Linked DNA regions of Mus musculus: region 2 is linked to region 1. Evidence: chromatin contacts called from public promoter capture Hi-C data. All regions are on one chromosome and are shown on one strand. The core of a region is the stretch at or near the end of the contact, and the rest is flanking DNA. Distances in the headings are between cores, read along the strand shown. Region 1 holds the start of Treml2 (triggering receptor expressed on myeloid cells-like 2). Region 2 holds the start of Apobec2 (apolipoprotein B mRNA editing enzyme, catalytic polypeptide 2).

What was found. Capture Hi-C pulls out chosen DNA fragments and counts their contacts.
Region 2: a contact with region 1 is called in a promoter capture Hi-C map of liver. The contact joins the promoter of Apobec2 here to the promoter of Treml2 in region 1. A contact is called at or near these places in 1 of 15 datasets of contacts at CTCF or cohesin (the NIH/3T3 cell line), 2 of 115 datasets of contacts at active chromatin or transcription factors (embryonic stem cells and memory CD8 T cells) and 1 of 9 other capture datasets (liver).

What each region holds. Positions count from the first base shown.
Region 1 is chr17:48,296,959-48,302,386 of GRCm38.p6, forward strand. Treml2 (triggering receptor expressed on myeloid cells-like 2) reads left to right here and starts at 3,080. Exons shown (of 5, transcript NM_001033405.2): 1 at 3,080-3,638. The coding sequence starts at 3,569.
Region 2 is chr17:48,431,413-48,436,857 of GRCm38.p6, forward strand. Apobec2 (apolipoprotein B mRNA editing enzyme, catalytic polypeptide 2) reads right to left here and starts at 1,316. Exons shown (of 3, transcript NM_009694.3): 1 at 1,067-1,316. The coding sequence starts at 1,197. RefSeq lists an enhancer at 4,918-5,445.

The DNA of each region.
Region 1 (5,428 bases), core at 1,830-4,329:
CCTGACCAGGCTGCTGTCTGCCTATATGGTAATACAATGCTTACCTCAAAGAGTACAATACAGAATTTACTTGGGAGCTGAATAAGAGTGATCATTGTCTGAGAGTACAGACGAGGTGACCCCAAAATTTTAACCTTGTTTTAATCTGTTAATGTTTTCATGCAGTTTTTAGAAAAATTTATTTATTTGTGTGTGTGTGTGTGTGATTGGTTGTTTTGTCATCATACATATATGTGCACCATCCGTGTGCCTACTGCCTTCAGAAGCCAGAAAGAGGGAGCCAGATTCCCTGGAACCGAAGTTAAGATGGTTGTAAGTTGCCTCGTGAGTGCTGGAAACCAAGTCCAGGTTCTCTGCAAGAAGAAGAAGTGCTCATGGTCGCCAAGCTATCTCTCCAGCCCCTCCATAAGGGCTAAGAAAACTGGGCTATGGACTGTCTTCTTTGCAAACTCTCCATGGTCACTGAAGCAGTCTTTTTTTTTTTTTTTTTTTTTTTTAATGTAGCTAAAAGAGCTAGAGAGTTGGCTCAATAGAGGATCTGGGTTCCATTCCCAGCTCACACTGTATCTGTAACTCCAGTCCCAGGGGCTCTAAAGCCGTCTTCTAACCTCCACAGAAACCAGGCACATATGTGGTGTGCATACATACATGCAGGCAAAACACTCACAGACATCAAAAAACAAAAAAACAAAAAAACAAAAAAACAAAAAACAAAACAAAAAAAAAAACCCAAAACAAAAAAACAGAACCTAGAGAGATTGTTTGTTTGTTTGTTTTTGAGACAGATTTTCACTATGTAGACCAGGCTGTCCTTGGGCTCACCATCACACCTGGAAAAAAAAATCTTATTGTTTAAAGTATAAGATCATCCTTGTCAACACAGAGGGTTTAATCCTGGGCTAGATGAAATCTTGTCTCTAAACAATGAGAATAAAAACTAATGACATCATTATAATAAGAATACAATCTATTTAACCAGATAGCAATAGACGCACCGATGTGGTACATTCTTTCTCTTTGTTCATTGAATTGAATTTTGCAAAGCTAACCTTTCCTCAGGGTGACCTCATCCAAGTGTGTATGCAAGTGTGTGTGCACATGTGTGTGTGTGTGTGTGTGTGTGCATGAGTGTGTGTGTGTATGTGTGTGTGTGTGTGTGAGAGAGAGAGAGAGAGAGAAAGACAGACAGACAGACAGACAGACAGAGCACACCTCCCTGGACTCAGTTCTTTCCTTCCATCATGTGTGATAAGTTTTTTCTCCACTGGTGAAACAAAGCAATTCAAGCCAGATTAGAGTGTATAAAAGCAGGTTTACTAGGAAGCTGCTATTGGGTGTGCAAGTTCATTGGTCTCAAGGAAAGAGGCCTGGGAAGTAGCCATAGGAAGGGAAATGAAGGGAGGGGGAAGAGAAAAAGAAAAGAGGAGAAAAGGGGGCAGCAAAGAGACTAAAAGGTCTGGATTATATAGGGAAGCGCCTGTGGGGGAAGGTCAGCCCAGCCCCTGGGCTGGTAAGGTCTGGGTAGAGGGTGGGGTTGTGCCAAGGAGGGACTGAGGGATGCTGGGAGAAACTGGAGGCCAGGTCTGCTTTGGTATATAAGTTGTGCACCTCAGTTGTTTGTTCTGGGGTCTGAAACCAAACCCTGGGACTCTGAGGATGGAACTCAGGTCCTTTGGCTTCTCAAAAGCCCCCTTACCTGCTGAGCCGTCTTGCCAGTGAACTTCATTGGTTTGGGAGTGCAGTTTAGGGTACAATTCATCTTGGCTGAGCAGCCAAGGTGGGGGCAGCTTGGAGCAGCGTGGGCTTCACAAACAGAAAACAGAGTCCTAAATGTGTCAACTGACATTCTAGTCAGTCAGTCAGCCTCCTAGAAGGTTCAACATCAGGTGCAGATCTTTCCAGGAACTTCTGTTCACAGTATTAAATACATTTCTCTCCCTCAAAAGATAATGTGTCTCAGTGTCCCTTTGAATGTCACATCAGAGCCCTTTCATCCTTTCCCCATAGTGTTCAGGGCCATGCAGAGCAAGCACACTGTAAGAACTAATGAATGAATGGATGGATGAATGAATGAATGAATGAATGAATGAATGAGTTTAAAATGTGAGAAATTTGAAGAGAGCAAAACTACAATTCCTTTGGTCTGGGACTTGGGAGTTCAAGTTCGTGTAAAGACTTTGGCTGTGCAAATGGCAGAACTTTTTGTTCAGTGTCCTAAACAAGTAGAGGGATCCCATATAATCACGGAGTCCCCTGAGCCTCCATAATCCACAAGAGCAGGTTGCACAGCTGTTGGACATCAGTAGAGTCTTTTGATTCTTTGGAGACAGAGGGATGGGTGGAGTCTTGGGCCAAATGCTGGGTCATTTTAGCTAGAGCCGGGTGGCTGTAGAAGAGAGATATGGTTGAGGGGAGGAAGTTGAAGAGACAGAACTGTGTGCTCCAAGGTGGCCTAAGCCTGCAGAACAAGGGGAGGGAGGGGCTCTGAGGGCGGGGTCATTTGAGAGGAGGTGGGGGAGGGGAAGGTTTACCTCACTTCAAGAAGCCTGGAAGCCTTGGAGCAGTGGAAGGCTAGAGAAAATTGCTGGGTGACTTAGGACCAGGAAAAACAGAGCCAGGGAAATACGGGAAGAGGGAGAGGGAGAAGGAGAGGGGAGAGGGGAGAGGGGAGAGGGGAGAGAGGAGAGGGGAGAGGGGAGAGGGGAGAGGGGAGAGGGGAGAGGGGAGAGGGGAGAGGGGAGAGGGGAGAGGGGAGAGGGGAGGAGAGGGGAGGAGAGGGGAGAGGGGAGAGGAGAGGGGAGGAGAGGGGAGAGGGAGAGGCTGCGCGCACGTGTGTGTGTGTGTGTGTGTGTGTGTGTGTGTGTGTGAGAGAGAGAGAGAGAGAGAGAGAGAGAGAGAGAGAGAGAATTTTAAAATTTGCATCTTGTTTCCCCCATGACAAAAATAAGCCCGCACGTGAGTCCGTGAGAGGTTATTTGCAACTGTGAGCAGGAGTGACTGAAGTGACTAGCCTGGACAGAGGAGGGTCAGGGTGACTGAAGGAGTCCATTTTACCAGACTAAAGACCTTCCTTCTGAAGGAGTATGTCAAGGCCTGCCAGAGAGCACCTGCTCCTGAATCTCAGAACCCAGAAGATCCCATGAAGTCTCTACAGAATGTTCCAGAAGCCTCTCCTCCAGTTCCCCGAGTGGAGGACCAGCTGCTGTGAATGAGGAGACACCCCAGATGGATCCAGTTTTCTGCAGAGAATCACAGACATTGTGGGGTTCTGGAGTTTTCTCTGGCCCAGGGGCCCCAAGACAGGGTGGAGCAGCCACACCTGCCTGAAGTTCTGAGGAAGAGGGCGGAAACAGACAGCTCCCGCCCTCGCCCTCACCCTCACTTTCTCTCCCCACAATTGTGATAGGCTCCACTGGGGGCATTGTGTGCCACAGGGGCTCACTTCCCCAAACAGGCAACTGTGGTTTTTCAGAGCCTGCCGTCCAACCCTGGGAGGTCAGGTGGCATGCCTGGGATCAGTGTGGGTCCTGCCCCTCGATCCCCGGGCTGACTGTGACATTGCATCTGGATGGAGCCATGGCCTCTTACGTTCCTGCTGTTGCTGCTGCTGCTGCTGTGGCTACAGGGCTGTGTCTCAGGTGAGAGGCAGGGGTGGGGGTGGGGTTGGTAGAAGAGAAAGACTACTTCCCCTGTCTACCCCACACTGCCTCTTCTTGTTCCACTATCTTAATGTTTTGTGGGTTGGGGAAGGAGGGTGGGCTGACCGGTCTTTACCAGAGACCAGTGAGAATGTCCCCTGCTAATATCTGGCCCCAGGCAGAGCTTAGACAGGCTAAGATGTAGCTGTATCCTCTATATTGGCCTTCATCTAGTGGGTTCCCTTGTAACGAAGAATGAGCATTTAATTTTCTCACAGAAATGACCTCTGTTTGGCCTTTGTCTGACTGGTGCCAGTATGAGTTCTTGTATCAAGTCTGCACACTTTAAATTTCGTTTTCTCGGAATGCTGATGCCACATCCGGTCCCTCAGCTCTGACTGGAAGGGAACCAATCCCCAAAGGCCCTTCCCAACTAGAGGCTACTCTGCAAGGGGCTCACTGGTTTCGACCTTCCTGACTGCCGAGGCAACCGCTTACCACTTCCTGTTCTGTTCTGGCTAGAGTAAGGGCTGGCAAACCCTCCCTTCACCAAGTGACAGAAAATACATGGGCACAAACGAACCTGGGACCCCAAAAGGCTTCTTCCAGGTCTCTGCCACTCTGCAGGGAGAAGGGTCTCGAAACCCTGGGCTGAGCCGAGGTGAATTCGAGGCCTGTTCTGTTCTGTTTACTTGGCAAGGGAGGAACAGACCTTAGAGCTTCAGCTACAAGCTGTTGGAAACAAGGGCAGGTGGCTTCTGGGTCTTCACTGTACCCTCTCCCTCCCTCCATCTCTTGAATTGCCCTGCTCTGCTTTCTTCAACAGACTGGATTATGAAGGGCACAGAACTCATTCATGTCTTCATTCATATTCATTCTCTCTGTCTCTCTGTCTCTGTCTCTTTCTCTCTCTCTCTCTCTCTCTCTCTCTCTCTCTGTGTGTGTTATACACACACGTGTATGCACTCCAGTCCATCCCCTTCCCCCTTCCCTGCCCCCCCCCCCAAACCCATCCCTGGTGTTACAGGTACAAATTAGAGATGGGATTTTGTTTCCAGGCTAGCCTGATCTCACTAGGTATCCCAGGCTAGTCTTAAACTCAGGATCCCCCTATTTCAGTCTCCTTCATGCTATTACAGGCTTGGGCCACATCTCACTCCTAGGTATAGAGACTCTACCATCCATGGCCAGCCTGTGGTCCGCAGGCCCCAAGCATCCTGGCACAGCCATGATTTGCCTGGTGCATCTACAGATGTCAAAGTCAAGTCCCGATGACAAAAAGTTGGATGGACAGTGAATACTGTATCTGTTGGCTGGCTCATCCATGGGACTTAAGTGTGTGTGGTGTGCTTAATCTGTGTGTTAATATAGGGTATTTAAAAATTAAGGACCATGGAGAGTGCTACTTAAAAGGTATCCAATAGGGGCAGGGGTGTGGCTCAGTGGTTAGAGTGCTTGCCTACCCTGCTCGAGATACGAGGCATGGTGTTCCCCACAACCCCAAACAAGACATAAAGAAGAGAGTGTCCAGGTAGGAGAGAAAGAGGAAGGGAGACTACTATTGGGAGAAATAATTCTTCATCATTTTTCCGGATACTGGGACCTTCTCTTGGCCTCTGTAGTTTGTGCTCTCTGGTTCCAGAGCTTGATGAGCTGTTGTGTCTGCATCTGTCTCCCCGAAGGCAGGGTCTGGATTGATCTTGAAATCCTGAGCATCCCTGAAGAGTGGAAAACATCCAGAGGAACAAGACTATGTCTGGTGGAGCTCTTGTGTTAGGAGTGTGTCCCTC
Region 2 (5,445 bases), core at 66-2,565, 130 kb after region 1:
TCTGAGCAGGAAGGGACATTAAGAATCAAGTCGGGTAGCTTCCTCATGTTTGAAACAAGAAAGTAGAGGCCAGGCCTGGAGCAATACAGGTCAAGCATAAAACAGCAAGTCCAAACTGCTCCCCAGGGCTGCTCCTCCTCCTTCAGGCCTTTGTTCCTCCTGAGACTTGGTGTGCCCCCACCCAGCCTTTGCGCGCATTGCTGGAGAAATGCTATGAAGGGAACCGAAGTTCAGGAAGGAAACTTGGATTTAGCGGCATCTTCCTCTCTAGGAATAGAGAGAGATAAGGAGAAAGGCTACTTGCATTCATTTCTGGGGGCAACACAATCTGGACAAGAGGGGACCCTGTAGACTAACTTGAGCCCAGTGGCTATAAACTGTGCTTAAGCTTCCAGTATCTGCAGCTTGGAGATGACTTCTTGCTGGGGCCATCTTTAAATATGCCGTTCTCACTGAACTTGTTGGGATTGGGCTATATGCACAGGCAGATGATGTCCGATACCCCGCAAGACCGATCGCTGCCAGGGCCCCTTCTCCTTCTCCACAGCATCCATACCACCACTCTTCCAGAAACTTCTCTCAGTATGGCACCCATTCTGCCTTTGCACATTTGCAGAGACTGCCATGAAGAAAATGTTATGTAGTTTCATTCTGGGGGTTCCATTCCTTCCACATCCTCCTGATTACAGGGTCTAAGTTGTCACCTCAAAAAGCCAAGAGTATCTGGACCTGGTGTTAGCTGCTTTTAATCCCAGCAATGAAGAGGCAGAGGCAGGAGGAGGATCGCTGTGAGTTCAAGACCAGCCTGGTCTACATAGTGCGATCCAGGCCAGCCAGAGTTACATGGTAAAACACTGATTCAAATTAATTAATTAATTAATTAATTAATTAATTAATTAATTAAAAAAGACAAGAGGCCTTTGCTGCCCAGAAGCCTCCTGCTAGCATGCTGGACGCACAGCTTGTGGCTGACCTTGGGCTTCCCTATTCTTGTCCTAACCTTCCACAGCCTGCTCAGACCCCACCCTTTCCCAGGCAGGAGCCCCAGCCCCCACACAAGGCTTACCCAGTGACAATCTCGAAGGGCGGAAGATCGATCAGCTCTTTCAGCTTCTCAGGGTCTTCCAGGTTCTCCAAATCATCTCCATTCTGAGAGGCTGGCGCCGCAGCCTCAGCGGCCTCTTCCTTCTGAGCCATGGAGGAACTGTGGCCGAAATGTGGAGAGGTTGTCAAGCCAGCCAAGGGCCTGGCGGCAGAGTCCCAAGCAGCTGTCAGCAGCTAAGCCTGGCTGGGGATGACAGAGAGAGGACCGGATTTGGTGCTCCCCACAACTCAGCTGCAGGCTTTATAAGCAGGCCCTCCCGCCCCACCCTTGGAGCTCTCTCACTCATCTTTTTTTAATTGGATGACTGACAGGGTGACAGGGTGGGGGAATGGAAACTCTGGCCATGTGTATTCCCCCTATTTATCAGCAGGCAGACAGGAAGCTGGCAGGTGGGGAGGGCTGGGCCAATTCTACCCCGTCTCTCCTCTCTCGTTTACCCAGACTCGACTGAGTTTTAGGGGAGAAGGCCTCTCATTGTTTTAAACAGATAAGGCCTGTGATGAAGGAGGGACTTGTAGTGACCCCCCTCCCCCGCCCACGTTGGGGGGAACTCGGGTTTAGGAAAAGAGGGTCTTTGTGGGACATGAGTTAGAAACCAATGATTTGAGAGGAGAATGTCTGTTGCTACTCAGGGTCTGCATGTTATGTTCGTTGTGAGCCCGAGTGGGTAGGTGGATGGATGCGCGTTTGCGCATGCGCACGAGCATATGCTCGCCCGTGAGTGCATCGGCCAGAAGACCTGATCAGGTGCCTTCCTCTGTCAATCTCCACCTATTTCTTTGAGGCAGGCCATCTCCTTAAACCTAATGCTTCACACTCCGAGTTAGGCTTGAAGGCAGTAAACCCCCGGCCATCCTCAGGCCTCTGCCCTGCTCAGAGTCTTCGTCCCCTTCATCAGTCCTGTGCCTGCCTGAGGGCGCATGCTGAGCAGATGCTCTGTTGGCAACGGTTCCAGGCACTGAGGTGCAGAACAGACCAAAGGAAGAAGCAAAGAAAAGCCCTGCTCTCCCGGAGCTTGCAGGGGTCAGCTGCTATATCCGCTAAGTAAAATAACTTCATGTGTTTTGGTAAGTGCTGGGGAGAACTGGCAAGGAAGCATCTGAAAAAGACAAAGAGTGAGATTACATTTTGAAAAGATGTTTACTTTTTCTTTATTTCCTTGTTTGTTCTTGAGAAAGAGTCTCTCTGTCTTGACCAGCCTGGCCTTGAACCCACAAAGGCATGTGCCACTACACCTGATCCTTATTTTTTATTTTTAGTTATCTGCTGTTAAGTCTCTGGGTGCATATATGCATATAAGTGCAGATGCCTGCAGAGGCCAGAAGAGGGCGTCAGATACCTTGGAGGTGGAATGCAGGAAGCTATGAGCTGCCCCATGTGGGTACTGTATTCCAGTCGTCTGCAAGAGCAATGTGTGCTCGTAACTTCTGGGCCATCTATCTCTTTAGCCCCAAGATTACATTTTGATAAGGAAGGACTTTGGAAAGAAACGGATCAGTCCAAAGGAGACAAAGGAAACATTCATCTGACTATCTAAAAGGAAAGTTCTCCGAGCAGACGTGGAGGGGGTGGGGGAAGAGGTAGGGGAAGGTGTGTACAGGAGAATTCTTAGGGGTGGGGACAGAGGCCCTGAGATTTACTGCTGTGCTCCAGGAAGCAGCAGGGACAGCTGAGTGATTGGATAGTCTTTGGAAGGGAAGCCAGAAGGAGAACAAGCTATGCAGATATGCTGGGATATATGTCTCACTTCTGGTTCAGTGTAGTGAGGCAGAGTGAAATCCCAGCATCTGAGAAGAGGCAGAAAAACCAGGAGTTCAAGGCCAGCATTAACTATATACTGAGGATGAGGCTATTCTGGGCTATAAGAGACCCTTCTACAAGCTATACTATACTATACTATACTATACTATACTATACTATACTATACTATACTGGGGAACCCATTAGAAGACGAGTCAAGCCAGCTCGAGAAGAAGTTGAAGTAGGATGACATTGTAGGGCAGTGGGCAGTTTGTAGCTCACGTGATGAATACTTAGCAGGCCCCCCTCCACGTTTCTATACTTGGTGGTACGAGTGCTCTAGACTCTCCAGGGAAATGGAAAAGTAGCCAAGACCACCTGCTGGCTGCAATGTTAAATCTCGGTTGCAGGTAGAAAGGCTTGGCACTTAACTTAGTAGAGTACTTGCTTAGCATGCCAAAGCCCTGAGTTCAATTCCCAGCCCTGAATAAACCAGAGATAAATAAATCCCACACTGGGGAGGTAGAGGCAGGAGGACCAGAAGTTCAAGGTCATCTTTGGCTCTGTAACAAGTTTAAAGCTAGCCTGACCAAATGAGGCTCTGTCTTTTTTTTTTTTTTTAAGGTATTCTTGAGATGTGGTCTGGAGTCAGACTAGAGAAGAGGAGTCAGGATGGGCTGGGTGTGGGACTTCCTTTTCGGGAGTTCTGAGCAGCATAGGGTACCATTCATATGGGTTCTGAGCCTTCATAGTGCTCAGGATGGTCATGCTGCACCCCCCCCCCCCAGTTGTGTCATCAGAATTACCACAAATGTCGCTCTTGTCACCTGGGACTTTCTAGTCAGACAACAAATTATCTGTTTTTCCTTCTCATTAAATCGATTACAGAAAGTATTCCTGTCTGGAGATTACAATATAAATCTCAGGAGACTCAAGCCCACGTTGGAGGAAAACAGCGCCCATGACCACAAAGCAATGCCAGAACCGGCTGCAAACAGCAAAAGGCGTTTGTTATGACACAAGCAAGCAGCATTGAGATGCAAAGCATTTGCTTTATTCTTTTGATTTAATCAACATCTACTGAGCTCGCCTATGAGCCAGGTGCCATAGTGAATATCAAGAATGCAGAGATGAACATACAGGTCCTGCATCTTTATAACAACTGTGGGGCAATAATCCGACACTCAAGCATGCCCCATCCCGTTCAGTCTCACGCATGTGAATTATTGGGCTCTCGTTGCAAGTTAAGGGGCTGAATGCTTGGGAAAAGACACTGACTTGTGTAAGGCCAGCACGGGTTTGTGGGCAGGGCTTCTAGCCAGGTCCAGTCTCATTTCTCGGGCTGTATCCAGATACTCCTTACTTGGCATCTCTGAATATGAGGGGGATGGCTCAGTGGTTGAAGGGATCACCACGCAAAGACCAGAGTTTGGATACCCATAACACACATAAATACCACCACGTATGTGTCTTGGTTCGCCTGTAATTCCAGCCTCCGGAGGCAGAGAGACGGGATCTCCAGAGAGATCTGACTAGCAAGGCTAGACATATCTGGAGCTCTGTTTGTTTGAGAGGCCCTGCCTCAGTGTAATAAGATGGAAGAGTGATGGATCAGCCTTGGGCCTTCCACATGCATGCACATGAACATGCATGCCCATACATATGAAACCTAAACCAAAACTCACAATACACATATCTATACCATAAACATATACACAGGACATGGAAAAAAAAAAGAAAACATTGTAAGTACGAGTCCCTCGTGGTCTTTCCAGTTCTGGTGATGTGCTTGGATCCACTGAGGAAGGGTCACAGATCTCTGGAGGCCAGATCCTGTCTGCTCACTGGTCCTCAGGGAAAGACTTTGTCCCTATGGTCGTGTCCTTACATCCTGGTTCTCAAGTTGAACCTTGGATCAGGAAGAAAAAGGAGCCTAAAATGAGTCCCATCTTAACCTGCTTCAGGGCGGAATCTTAGGCAGCTACTTCATATCTCTGGGCCTCAGTTTCCCTCTCAAGCTCCTGAGCTATCGCTCTAAGGAATGGAATGCTGATGTAGGGTGGGTGGGCAAAGACCACAGGGTGGTACTGATGAGCGCTGGCAGAAGTTTCCTGACCCTCCCCATGGCTCTGAGAGACTCTGGGAGAGGGTGTAGGGGTAGCCTAGGCTGGCCCTTGCTTTAGATAATTTTTCCTTAGACCTTCTGGGAAGTGCCCTGGGCCTGTCCCCAAGTTGATGACTGCAGCTTCCTTTTCCATGGTTTCTTTCCAGCTTTCCTACCCTCTTCTCTACCCCTGGAGGCCCTCAGGCCAGTGCTGGCTATTTATAGCACTTCCTAGGGACCTGAATTCCTAACTGGTCCCTGGCTCTCCTTTCCAAGTCAGGCTGGTTTCTCTCATAGGGCCCAGAATGCAGCAGCTAATCTAACTGGGGATCAGGTGCCAGAAACCTGGCTCCTCCCCCACACAGTTGCCCTATAGTCTCTTTAGGGCCAGCACACCCTGTCCCTTTTGAAGCCTTTCAGGATATGGTCTATGAGTCCTCTTCCTGCATAGCAGGGTATTTGATTCAAGGTCATACAAGGAGTTTAGTGGGGTGCT